Linked DNA regions of Bombyx mori: region 2 is linked to region 1. The links are chromatin contacts, called in public Hi-C maps. All regions are on one chromosome and are shown on one strand. The core of a region is the stretch at or near the end of the contact, and the rest is flanking DNA. Distances in the headings are between cores, read along the strand shown.

Evidence for each region. A called contact is a pair of places that touch in the nucleus more often than the background predicts.
Region 2: a Hi-C map of whole pupa shows a contact between it and region 1, with 2.3 times the contacts expected there. The contact joins two enhancer-like sites. A contact is called at or near these places in 4 of 7 Hi-C or Micro-C datasets (posterior silk gland and whole pupa).

What each region holds. Positions count from the first base shown.
Region 1 is chr24:632,430-638,981 of ASM3026992v2, forward strand. It overlaps LOC101742925 (rho guanine nucleotide exchange factor 11), which reads right to left. Exons shown (of 41, transcript XM_062675585.1): 22 at 3,020-3,119; 23 at 1,738-1,866. Among protein-coding and RNA genes, the nearest start is that of LOC134201226, 31 kb to the right of the region's middle. Within about 2 kb of position 2,277, at least 8 of the 8 cell types and tissues checked have open chromatin away from gene starts, as enhancers often do.
Region 2 is chr24:669,359-675,910 of ASM3026992v2, forward strand. All of the region lies in intron 21 of LOC101742925 (rho guanine nucleotide exchange factor 11), which reads right to left. Among protein-coding and RNA genes, the nearest start is that of LOC134201226, 5.8 kb to the left of the region's middle. Within about 2 kb of position 4,158, at least 8 of the 8 cell types and tissues checked have open chromatin away from gene starts, as enhancers often do.

The DNA of each region.
Region 1 (6,552 bases), core at 1,027-3,526:
ACCGTTTGAAATTCTATTTGAACTTGTAACAATTTGATGTCTGAACGCCTGAAGTTTGAATCTGGAGAGAACACGAAATAAGAAAAAGATGCACGCAAAATCGATAGCGTGCAGAAGGGTCGACTTAGAACTACGGTATAAATAGTTATTAATATTTCTCTATGGACTTTTTTGATAAAACATATAGATTACTGAGTTTATTAGGTGGTTACTAAGCCCTGTAATTACAACAGTTATAATACAGTTTGCCAATCACATTGTAATTATTTGCGAATTGCCTTTCGTTTTTTTTTTTCTTATTTTGTTGGACGAGCTCACAGCCCACCTGGTGTTAAGTGGTTACTGGAGCCCATAGACATCTACAACGTAAATGCGCCACCCACCTTGAGATATAAGTTCTAAGGTCTCAAGTATAGTTACAACATGTTACAACGGCTGCCCCACATTTCATTAGAAAATTGGTACCCGCCTGAGATTCGAACATCGGTGTATGGCAACACGAATGCACTGGACGTCTTATCCATTAGGCCACGACGAATTTAGTGCAACATGGGAAAACTAATGAATATAATACGATATTAAAACTAAAATGATGTGTGAATTTTTATCCTTCTGTAAATGTGACTAGACTGTGACATTTTACAGCTATCTCCTATACTAACTAGCTAGCTAGTGAATAGGTGTTTTCAATGGAGAGCGCTCGAGCGATGAGTTGCTATCGATTGTTCGTCCATAAATTATTCCAGTTAATCGGGACTAGCCAACTTTATTAATACAAATACATAATACGAATCAACAGAACGTTTGAATTTTTTAATTTACTGTCTGTTTTATTTTACTGATCTTGTTGAGTATATCAACGATTTTTGGGTTCCAGTTAAATTATTGATTGAATCTATACGGAATTCAGGTACCTAGCGACGTAAGTACTTAGTAACACTTCGATATTATTACTCAAGGTTCGCAAACTAGTAATGTATTTTTAACATTAAAATGTTGATGTGAAGTTCAACAATTCAATCACTATCAGGTCATAAACCAGTATTGCCTATAGCTGGATATTTTTGTGACGTCACTGAATTTGTCCAAAAAGGAACGATCTGAGCCTCCGAGTACGTTACATACATAATAACATTCAACTCAACGTATTTTATAGCGAATTAATTTCCTATTGATGTGTTTTTTACGGTATTCTGACTGCACGATCGACACTACGTGGAATTCTGTAGAACCTTTTGCAACGTTAAAAATTAAACACGAATGTTCCAATGCTCTCAAAATGTGGGTAATATTATTTTCTATTATAAACCTCATGTGTCCGCTATGATATAATTTCCTCAATAATTTCTTGAATAGCGTTAGAATTTCGTCAAGTTTTTTTTTATTTCAATTCTCACCTGGAGACTGTTTTTAGATAACATCTGTTACTATTTGATACCGTCAGCGCAAAAGTGATCTAAGCTTACCATCGTTAGTGTGGAGGTAATGAAATTTTAGTTAATTTTACACTGCGTCGTAGGCAAAAGTAATGTTCGCGCAAAAATAATGTTTACAACGCCATCTGTTATCTATGGTTGAAACTAGGGATAGGCCAGTTTTGCATCAAAATTTGTTGTTTTAAATCGATTTCAATACATAAGCATGAATATGAAAAATTATAGATTAGACAATTTTTGCGCGGACGGCCTTATTTATAAGTTCTATATTCGTGTAATATAGTTGATATTGAGCACTCACTGGTTGTTGTGTGCGGTGAGTCGGTTGGGGTCGCTGGCGTTGCGGTGCTTCCCGCGGCGGGGCGCGTCACGCTCGCGACAGCTCTCGGCGCGGTTCACGCCGCGACCGCTAGATGTCGTTGTACGCCAACTGTACGCCACAACACACATTCAAAACGTTATCAAACTTTGATAACAATATTAGCTATTGTTGAGGTATTGATAAGGTTGTGTTTTGTGTGGCTTGATATTTGAAATAAAATACGTGTGTTTTGTGTAGCACTTTCCATGACACTGGCAAATACATTTAAAATAATAGAAATATGACAGTAACTGGCCGTATGTAACGCTATGCATGCAAACAGCTATGTAATATCGAATCTGATCGTATAATGTAAAAGAGGGGTTGTTGTAATATGTTTGAATGCAACTATACACACACTAATTTTTTAGTTTACCTCTGGTTTCTTTTTTTTGCGAGTAAGTCTAAAAATATCATTATCATTAATAGACAGTATGTTCCAGTCCAGTTCCAGCACTGTGGTTTAGCAAAAGTTCAATCGTGACCACTTCCATCTAGTGTCGATTAGCAACAACACAGTTATATTTCACTTTAAGCAGATGCAGTCACTAGCCCTTTACATTTGGAATAATTGAGAACGGTTTAACTGTATCAATTAATGTATATTTAATATGTAGTTAATGTAAAACGTATCTTTAGATGCCAATGGAAAATTTCTAGCCAGGAATATGGTAAAATGGCAATATGACGAAGGAAAATTTGGCATCTACACATAACATACAGCTGTTATGTATTCAAAAGAGAGTATCTTTGAAAACCTCTGTAGTTACAGAGCGACAGGACATAGACAGAGCTAATTAATGTGATAACGAAAAATCACTCTTTGACCGTACCTACCTATTGTTGTTATTAGTATTATATAGTAATTACGGAGTTTACTAGAAGAATGTCAGTTTGCAATGAGAGACAGCGACCACAAACAATCAGTCAGGGGTGATCGTATCCACAGTGTGAAGTATATTTACCACCCATATCTCCAATACAACGGAGGCTGATCTCTGGCCGCACCACAACCTGGGCATCAACCATATTCAAGTGTCTATGGACTCCTACACGTCTGTGTGAACGTAGGTAGTTATCAGAGGTACAGTCCAGGCGTTTTCTTTTCAAACATGGGTTGAAGTAGGATATGCTACAGTGAAACAGCGTAGAAACAGGCTTTATCCCAGACTCCAAAAGAAAATGAAAGAGTTTATACAATTAATGTCAGAAGTAAACATACTTGGTTTCCTTGTCAGCATCTTTAGAGTTGACATCGTTACTATCAACGTCGACTTCGGGGGCGGACGGCTCGTCCGTCGAACCCTCCCTTCTTGACTCTCCTGGGGAAATTAAGGTCAATATTATAGAAAATGAATGAAATTAAATTCATAATGCACGGTACGATTACAACAGTTTTACGTCACGTCGTCCATGACCACGAACACTCTACTACATACACAAGCAGCATTCATAAAACGGGCAACATGTTTGTAAAATAGCAACTACGTTAATTCATTAGGTGTCGAAGAATGTCTAACAGATTTCAGAAGAACAAAATTGATAACAGCGCCATCTCTTATTAAGTTATAGAATTATTTTGGTGTTCTTGGAAAATTTACAAATATTTTGGACATGAACAAAAAAACTGATATGTAAATAATCAGAATCAACTTTACAATTGTTTGTTTAGGTGTTCTTATAATATTTCTATCCGCAATCAGTTTACTTGCCGACTTTCCACAACTTCATTAACGATTTAACAATTATAAAAATCAGCAAGACTTGTGTAAATTACTCCTGTATTATTCAATATAATACTCTAATAAACATACATACATATATAAATGTAGGCGTTTGTAACAGCGAAGAAGGTTGTTTCCCTAATATAATAAAGGTCGAACCGATTCCGTAGCAATAATGTATATTAATACACGGACAGAGCCGCACGGGGTCAATGTTAAATTGATAAAGCGCTATCAGCCGGACCGGACCGGGCGGCGGTGACCGCATGCGGAAACCACTTCGTCACACCGACTATACGCGTCATCGACACTTTTCTTTAGACTCAAACAAAAAATTGCATAGATGGGTGGACGAACTCACAACCCACCTGATGTTAAGTGGTTGCCGGAGCCCATAGGCATCTATGACATAAATGCCGCCACTTACCTTGAGATATAAGTTCTAAGGTCTCAGTATAGTTACAACGGCAGCCCCGCCTTTCAAACCGAAACTCATTACTGGTTCACGGCAGCAATAGGTGGGGCGGCGGTACCTACCCGTGCGGACTCACAAGACGTCCTACTACCAGTGTATTCGTACGCTACGCCTTCACGACACGACTATTAAATGTAAATGTCATTTTTACATTGTTGTTGGTTGCATTAAATAAAGATACGTTCTTATAGAGAAGTCCATAGATATAAGTTCGTGAATAATGCCGCTCAAGTTGAAACATGAGTTCGAAGTCTCAATAGTATTGGAATGGCATCAATCTGTCCCTTCAAACCGGAACGCGTTGACTGAGAGGTTCTAACCGCCTCCTGCCACGCGTACAGCTGTCTCGTCTCCGCGACCCAAATTCCGGATCCCACGTCTTCAGCCGGCCACGGCGAGCACAGCATCAACTAGACATTAGCCAGTGTATCTGAACGATTCGGAATGTATCGAGCCGTCGACATAAAACTCATACGAAATTAGCGATGATCTCACGAACCATGTACCCGTCATTGCTGTACACAGTGTATTTATAACGGCGGTATCGATATTATTGTTTTTAATGTTACATTTCCTTGTGAAGCCGGATCACGCCTCGCTCGTGTCCACGGCTGAAAGAACCACGCTGACGTTTGGAAACTACTTGCGCGCTGTTTTATGGCGCTATAACAGAATTCTTCCCAGGAATACCAACAACAGCCGTTATGTACAAAATTTAATGTCAATAGGACAGATGACACGGACTCGTTACTAAGATTATTTATTACTAGCTTTTGCCCGCGACTTGGTCCGCGTGAAATAGTTCACAAATAATGCTTTATTTTAGAATAAAATTTGGTTAGCATAAAAAACGTTATAGTGAGCCAACTTTAACATAGAGAAATATTATTATGCTGTCACAGACTTTTTTTTAGATCATTTAAAGGGGAACAATTCTGTCATACATTATTTTAGTGTAACTTTAACCGTTTCTGCAGCGCACGCAGCGGAAGCTCTCAAAAGGTTAAAATAACCCCGATTTTGAAACATTCTTTATCGGTGTTCCGCTTGTATTGGTCTTAGCGTGATGTTATATAGCCTATAGCCTTCCTCGATAAATGGACTATGTAACACTGAAAGAATTTTTAGTTCCAGAGATTAGCGCGTTCAAACAAACAAACACTGCAGCTTTATAATATTAGTATAGAAGTATAGATTCATTTTAATTTATTTAAACCAAAAATTAAATAGTTTTGTTCGTTAACGTTGAATATACATTATGACATGAAACACTTATATATAGACAGGGAAAACTAAAAACATTTATAATTACATGTTGACCTCGCAACGGCTTTTTTCCTGTGCATTTCTGTGCTCTAAGCACTGCTGTGTGTGTTTCAATAAACTGGAGACTGTCGCTAAAACACAGCTACCATCTCCAAAGCTATGATCAGTTATGCGCTAAATACCAGGTCGATCTTGACGACATGTACATGTTGTAAATTCAAATAAAATGAAAAATTCGGTTGTGCAAAAATTAGCAGCTAATCTAACATTGTTGCCTTCAAAACATTTTTCGTCATAATGAGTATGTACATAACGAACCTACTGCGTAATCGCTACACTGTCGCTACATCTCGGAACCCGTATATTATTAACTGCACAAAGCAGAGACATTATTCAACTAATCATTGACATTTATCAAAGAAACATTACGTGTGACTGGATAATTATTTTTCAATTGTTTTTTTATTAGCGGGTGATTCGCAGCCCACTTGACGTGAAACATGAAGACTCTACCAAATCAATATTCCCAGCCTGCGGCATCCACATGTGGCGTGTTATCTTTGGACTCCGATAACGGCTTGCCATCAGGTGTATCGTCTGCTCTTATACGCAAATAAAGAACAACAGTTCTGGGTTTACGAAGAAGTAAGTGCTCATGGCCGCTAATAACGTTAATGCCGAGTTCACAGTTCGAGTCGTTGCCTACTACTAAGGCCCTGTTTAAGGCTCCCCGCGCACTAGGCAGCCTGGCTGCGGCAACCGAAATATTTAAGCAGCCAATTATAGAAACCAATCGTCGCCCATTTATGATTCTTTCGTCGAACGATTTGGGACTTTATCTTGTAAAACAACGCAAAGCAAAGAAAAGACACTGGATTCATCCGCTTTTTCTAGAACGGCACACAAAAGGCTTATTCTATAACTATTTTAAAGATGTTCATACATACCCAGACCGGTTCTTTTAAATACAAGAGATTGAACAAGCATGCTGTGTCAAATAACTAACATTTGACAAAACGAATATGCATTGGCTGCTACAGCAAGTGCGCGGGGACTGACAGCAGCCACACAGGCGCGTTGTATTGGCTGCCGCAGCCAAGAGTTCCGGTCTACGTATGTGCGTGGGCTCCCATACACCGCCATATAATCGTCTGGCTGCCGCAACCTGGTTGCCGCAGCCAGGCTTCCTAGTGCGCGGGGAGGCTAAGGTCATTCAGGATATTTTTATATCGAGCCGAGCTCAAATCCTAAAGGCAGATACAAATTGTTCGGTAAACACGTACCTAACTA
Region 2 (6,552 bases), core at 2,908-5,407, 39 kb after region 1:
CTGTAGATGTTTATGGGCTCCAGTGACCACTTAACACCAGATGGGCTGTGAGCTCGTCCACCCATCTAAGCAATAAAAAAAAATACGTATATGACATAGATAGTTTATACAGTATTGAATTGTAATCAGTAATACCAGGCAGGTTGTTACTACGTAATGTTGCTACTACGATTGAGGAGGAAAACTCGAGAGGGGGCCGGGGTGCGTACTCATTTCCACTTATAAACGTCCGAACACATCAAGATCATTGTAGGATTCCCTCAACTGAATACCGCAATCTAATTAACAAATCGAATCCCCAAGTGGTTCCGAGTAAGGCTTCCCCACCCTTCAAGCCGGACGGTTGTGTTGCGATAGACGAGTGGAGTGGTGCCCAATGAATTTCTCGCCGGATCTTTTTGTGGGTCGCGATTTCGTTCCGATAGTAGATTCGAAGCACTGCTCTTGCTAGGGCAAATTCTTTCAGGTTGAACCCGTGAACTCGCCTACCCGTTGGGGGGTAGATGGGATAGCCTCTCAGGCTATCAACGAATAGGTAGGAGAAAAAAGGGGGCACGACGGCACCGACCGAGCGGGTTCGACAACAATGCTTTCTATTGCCCCCAAGCTGATGACGCGCCAAAATCTTGACGAAGACGGCGTTAAGTTGCTCTTCATTTATTGCAGGTTAATGAGTGCATTGTTATTTTAATTTCCAGATCGTTCAGTCAACTACTAATTAATCTCAAACAATTCGTCATCAACCAAACACAATGGACAGATGACATAATGCCTAAAAAAACAAACTTCAAAGTTTGCATTTAAAATAAATCGGATCCTATTATACGACACGATCTGAATTTTTTTTAAGTGTTCATAATTTACGGGCGGGTACTTTTTTTGGAACTTCTTCTATTTCGTTGTGAACCCTAGTCACAGTTCGCTGTGAGTTAAAAAGATCACACATATATGTAGTAGTGGAATTACAAAGCAAAAAACGAAATAAAAGTACCTAATAGTATATTTTTAAAACCTTTAAGTTGAATGTTTGATTTGTTATTTACATAGACTTTTACTATTTCCCAGCGTAGCCCAAATATAAAACATTAAACTTATATTATTTTTGATTTGGAGTTGTCGTGTCGGATCGTAGAGTCTAAACATGACGGTACATTCGAACCCCTGTCTTCAGCGCGACAATGTAAATGCTGTCATTGTTTACACAGACACGTGCTGACCATCAGCAGGTGACGTCAGGACGTCACGTCATACTGGATTGTTGGAGGATTGTCTAGCAATTGTTTTTGAAACTATATCAAACTTGGTCTATCCTCATTACATTTAAGCCTACAAGTCTAACGCTAGGTTTTTTTTTTTGCTTAGATGGGTAGACGAGCTTACAGCCCCCGTGGTGTTAAGTGGTTACTGACATCTATAACTTAAATGCGTCACCCACCTTGAGACAGATACGAGTTCTAAGGTCTCAGTATAGTTACAACGGCTACGCTGCCCTTCAAACCGAAACGCATTACTGCTTCACGGCAGAAATAGACAGGGTGGTGGTACCCATCCGCGCGGACTCACAAGAGGTCCTACCACCAGTAAAAAAGAAGAATACAAGTTTCGTATAACAACATTTGGCTCGTCAGTCTACTCAGCAATTTCTCCCGCTTGGTGAAAGATCTTTTCTTTGTCGGACCTCTAAAGTCTATCCAGTAGACTAATGGGTAGATATTTGATACAAACTTCTCTGTCGTGTGGGCTAGAACCTCGTTATTATTGGGTTCGAAGGTCGACGAGAATACGAACATGTCGGGCATAGACAGCAACAGAGTCAGGCCACAGCCACTAATCCACTGAACATTCCTTACAAACCTAGTTTAGAGAAGGACAAAAAGCACTCCCTGACAAGACACTGAAAAACCCCGCTACCAATAATATTAATGGCCTGTATGAGTCGTCCATCACAATCAATGATAATAACTCCCGCGTTACCTCGGTGAAGTCTGAGACATCCTAAATGACCTTGACCCTCCGCCCACGACCGAACCGCCGCGCGGATTACATCACAGAGCGCTATATACGTGCACTCGAATCTAGATTTCAGATAGACTATTTGTTAAACACTAATTTTCGCCCACATTCACTCACATCGCACCAAGATTTTAATCAATTTCTCTATTGTTTTATTATTTATATGCTTCAGAAAAATACAGCAGTTAACCTCTTTTGATTTTGTATATCTTCGAAATACGTACAGATACGCTTTAGTACTGAATGATCTATCTCTGTAGTCTCGTGCCCGAGGACCGCTGCGAGGGACACGCGCGAAACCACCGTGGCTACAGAGGAAGTCACAATAAAATTAACGGTATCAACAAATATAAAGTTTATTAATTTATTAAATTCAAAAAATTATCCGTTTCCGCAAAATGGCAACGACACATGCAAATGTAATGTGTTACTGTCGCGGAATATCAATATGTTCACCGGGGAATTGTGACTTCAGTATTCATGTTTTGTAACGTCAAGGTTAATGGGAAAACTTATTTTGGGAGGGCACGGTACAGAATTACAATTACAAGTGACTTTTTTTTTAACATCAACTTTAATATATTTATTGAGAGTTCAAACAAGGCGTGAGGAAGATGGAGTTATACGCAACTCCACTTGAATAACTAAAACAAAAAAACATATGGACGAATTGTTATCAAGAATGTTGTTGTTCGGAACTTGTATAATATATTATTATATGCAAGCTTATCTTGATAATGTCGTAAGCGAGATTCAGGCGTCTGTCAAATATCTTGTGTTGTATGATGGGTACCGCCACAACAGAAAACCTTCCTCTTTAAATCCGTTTCGAATTGAGTAAATTGGGATAACTCATCCTAATATTCAAAATGTGCAAATTTAGAACCCGGGACCGAGGAGGCAGGTGCGAAGCTAAATATAAAGCCGAACACGCACCAGATGCGAGACCGTCGCAGATGCGAGCTAATGATAAAAAAACCAGACCCGATTTCGGAGATCACGAGTGTTCTTTGCAGCTTTTCAAACACCGACCATATTGAATCTTATAAATACTAATATAAAGCCAAATCGAAATATTGTATCAACATCAATGAATAGTGTTCGAACCACACTCCTCACTGGTGGTAGGACCTTTTGTGAGTTCACGCAGGTGGGTACCACCACCCTGCCTATTCTGCCGTGAAGCAGTAATGCGTTTCGGTTTGAAGGGTGGGGTAGTCGTTGTAACTAAACTTGAGACCTTAGAACTTATATCTCAAGGTGGGTGGCGCGTTTACGTTGTGAATGTCTATGGGCTCCAGTAACCAGTTAACACCAGGTGGGCTGTGAGCTCGTCCCTCCATCTAAGCAATAAAAAATAGAAAACTAAGTGGAAGACCGTAGTGTCCTCGTTCAGTCTAAGTCCAAGCACCAGCGCCTTTCGCAACGTGCGCTCACCATGGACCAACAATTTCGTTATATTTTGTTCCCCTACTTAATCGATAGTAGCCTAAAGGGCTATTCCAACTACTGCCGAACGGGTAGGCGGACATTATCATCAAAAATGTCCATTTAAATTTGAAATCCGTAAAGTAATGATACACGTGAGCACGCAAGGAAAGGACACGACCCTCCTATCTGCTTATACCATCTATTTCCAGTTCGGAAGACAGCAGACTTAACTTTTACTCGGGGATGGCCGCAGGATTTTCTAAGCGACAATGCAGAAGTTATCGTCTAATATGGCACAAGGACCACTGACTTGGAAACAGCGAGTTTTACTGGTGGTAGGAGCTCTTATGAATCCGCACGGGTAGGTACCACCACCCTGCCTATTTCTGCCCTGAAGCAGTAATGGGTTTCGGTCTGAAGGGCGAGGGTGCCTTTGTAACTATACGGAGACCTTAAAACTCATGTCTCAAGATGGGTGGCGGCATTTACGTTGTAGATGTCTATCGGCTCCAGTAACCACTTAACACCAGGTGGGCTGTGAGCTCGTCCACCCATCTAAGCAATAAATAAATAAAAAGAGATGGTATGGCTCTAGGGGCCCACGTAGACCCCTACATGCAAAGGTCAGTCCTTTCTTGCTGGCGGTGCGTTCATTAGACAACGATACGGCCGCTCCGTGTGACATCTATTTACCTGAATTATGTGGATATGTAGCGGCCGTGACGTCACACAACAGATGGCGCACCGTCGTGTAAACGTACGGGCCAACACACGACACTTAAACGAAGCGTTAATGAAAATATTTTTATTATTACTGCATTCAAATTACTTAAATGATTCTCATCCTACGAACAGGACTGCGTGACTATTTCACGACAGACGTGGGTAGGACCAAGATAGTAAAACTATAGATTTTAGTTTTATTACGAACAGGTATTTTTTAAGCATGGAAGTCGTTCATAAACACGTTTTAGTTACGTAACTCCATGGTAATTTACGGGACGGGCTTCTTGCTCGTTTGTTAGGGATGTTTCAAAACATGATAGCGAACCTACGACCACTCAACCAAGAGACGCGCTAGCCGCTAGACTATTATCGAGAAGCCGGCGCGTTGCCGTGACACTTACTCGGCCGTATGTTCCGCCCGTGACTCACCTGTTGCAGTTCACGCGACGGATTTACCCTTGTTGTTGTTGTCTCTAGCTACACGATTCGGTATTTCAAATGCACACACTAATATTAGGTATTTACTTACATCGTTTTATTTAATTCAATGTTATTTAGTTGAGTATGTAGTTTTTTGTTGCGCAGACGAGCGATCGAGCTGACGGCCCACCTAGTGTAAAGCGACTGCCAAAATCTTAAAACATCATAACGTTTTACGCCGCCACCCATATCGACACATGAGGTCGAACTGTTTTTTTTTCATGAATGTGAGCTTACTGGTGGCGCGGTCTTTCCAGTTTCACCAGAATAGGTGGGAGAGCAAGGGCTCTCAGCCAGGAGGGGTGGGATTTGCTAACAGCTACCCAAGCGCCTCAAAAGGAGACCTAACTGTTGCTAACCAAATGAATCTACTACCGGATCGTAATCGTGACCCACTGACAAAATCCGGCCAGAAACTCAGCGGACTGATGCATGGTTTAGGTTCGAACTGGTATTCATGCCAGCTTTGCAGAATGAAGTTACTTACCCGTGCAGACTTAAATACCACCTATCACTAATAAAGTCAGTTGACGATCGTAGTTCCTACACTGGTATATCACTCGGAGAGCGTTGCCGCCAATTCTCCGGTCAATCCCTGAGAGGTCTAGCCGTCTATACCGACAGTTAAATTGAATCAACGCAACATGAACCAATTAGCTTCAAACGTCCCGACTGACATATTGGCCATGAGGAAACTTTTTAAATCATTTTTCAATCAGATCAAAAGTGAGTCACGAGATTAAATTGCGAATATATTCTACTCGCGTCTTCAACTAGTCGAAATAAATGTTAGTATAGGCAACCGACATATATAGTCGTTGTGTAGACGACTTAAGTTTTGACGTCGTCGCCGTCGTGGCCTAAAGGATAAGACGTCCGGTGCATTCGTATTTAACGATGCACCGGTGTTCGAATCCCGCAGGCGGGTACCAATTTTACTAATAAAATACGTGCTTAAAAAATCTTCACGATTGTCTTCCACGGTGAAGGAATAACATCGTGTAATAAAAATTATACCCACAAAATTATTTATTTTCCGTAATTACTGGTGGTAGGACCTCTTGTGAGTCCGCACGGGTAGGTACCATCCCGCCTATTTCTGTCATGAAGCTGTAATGCGTTACGATTTCAAGGGCGGGGCAGCCGTTGTATTGTAAATACTAAGACCTTAGAATTCATACCTCTATGGGCTCCGGTAACCACTTAACACCAGGTGGGCTGTGCGCTCGTCCACCCAAAAAATTGAAGTATACAAGTATCGCTCTTTATTGACGCGAACAACTTGGTGACGTCACGTCTTGCTTATATTAATATTACAGGCTGAAGCACATACCCCATCCCACCCTTCTGACCCCTAAATATGAATGTAGGGTGAGCCAGGAAAACAGTGACAACAACGCTGTTTAGGAACTACGCGTAGCCATCAGGATGTTTAGTGCGAATTTATTACCGTTCTCGATAGCGTAAAAGTTAACTCATATTTGTATGGAACGGGATCGTTTGCCTACGTTTGCCGTTAGGGGGCACTGTTCCAACTACATACAAAATTTGGTTAACTTTTACGCTATCGAGAACGTTAAGAAACTCGCACTAAGCACACAGTACTCAATATCAGCGAATCACTGCTCTTACTAGAGCTAGTGTTAGCAACGTCCTCAGGTTAGAGCCCCGTGAGCTCACCTACTCGCCCGGTTACGTTGGCATAACCCTCTAACAGGTTACCAACCACATAGGTATAAAAAAAGTACTCAAGATCAATGCTAAAGGAAATTGGGTATTAAAATATACTACCATTTCTACTACTAAACTATCTACTATTCACTAAACTAAAGCGTCTGTGAACTGCCACGTAAAACACATAAAAACACAAAATAATGTATTTTTGTTCAACAAAGGTACACT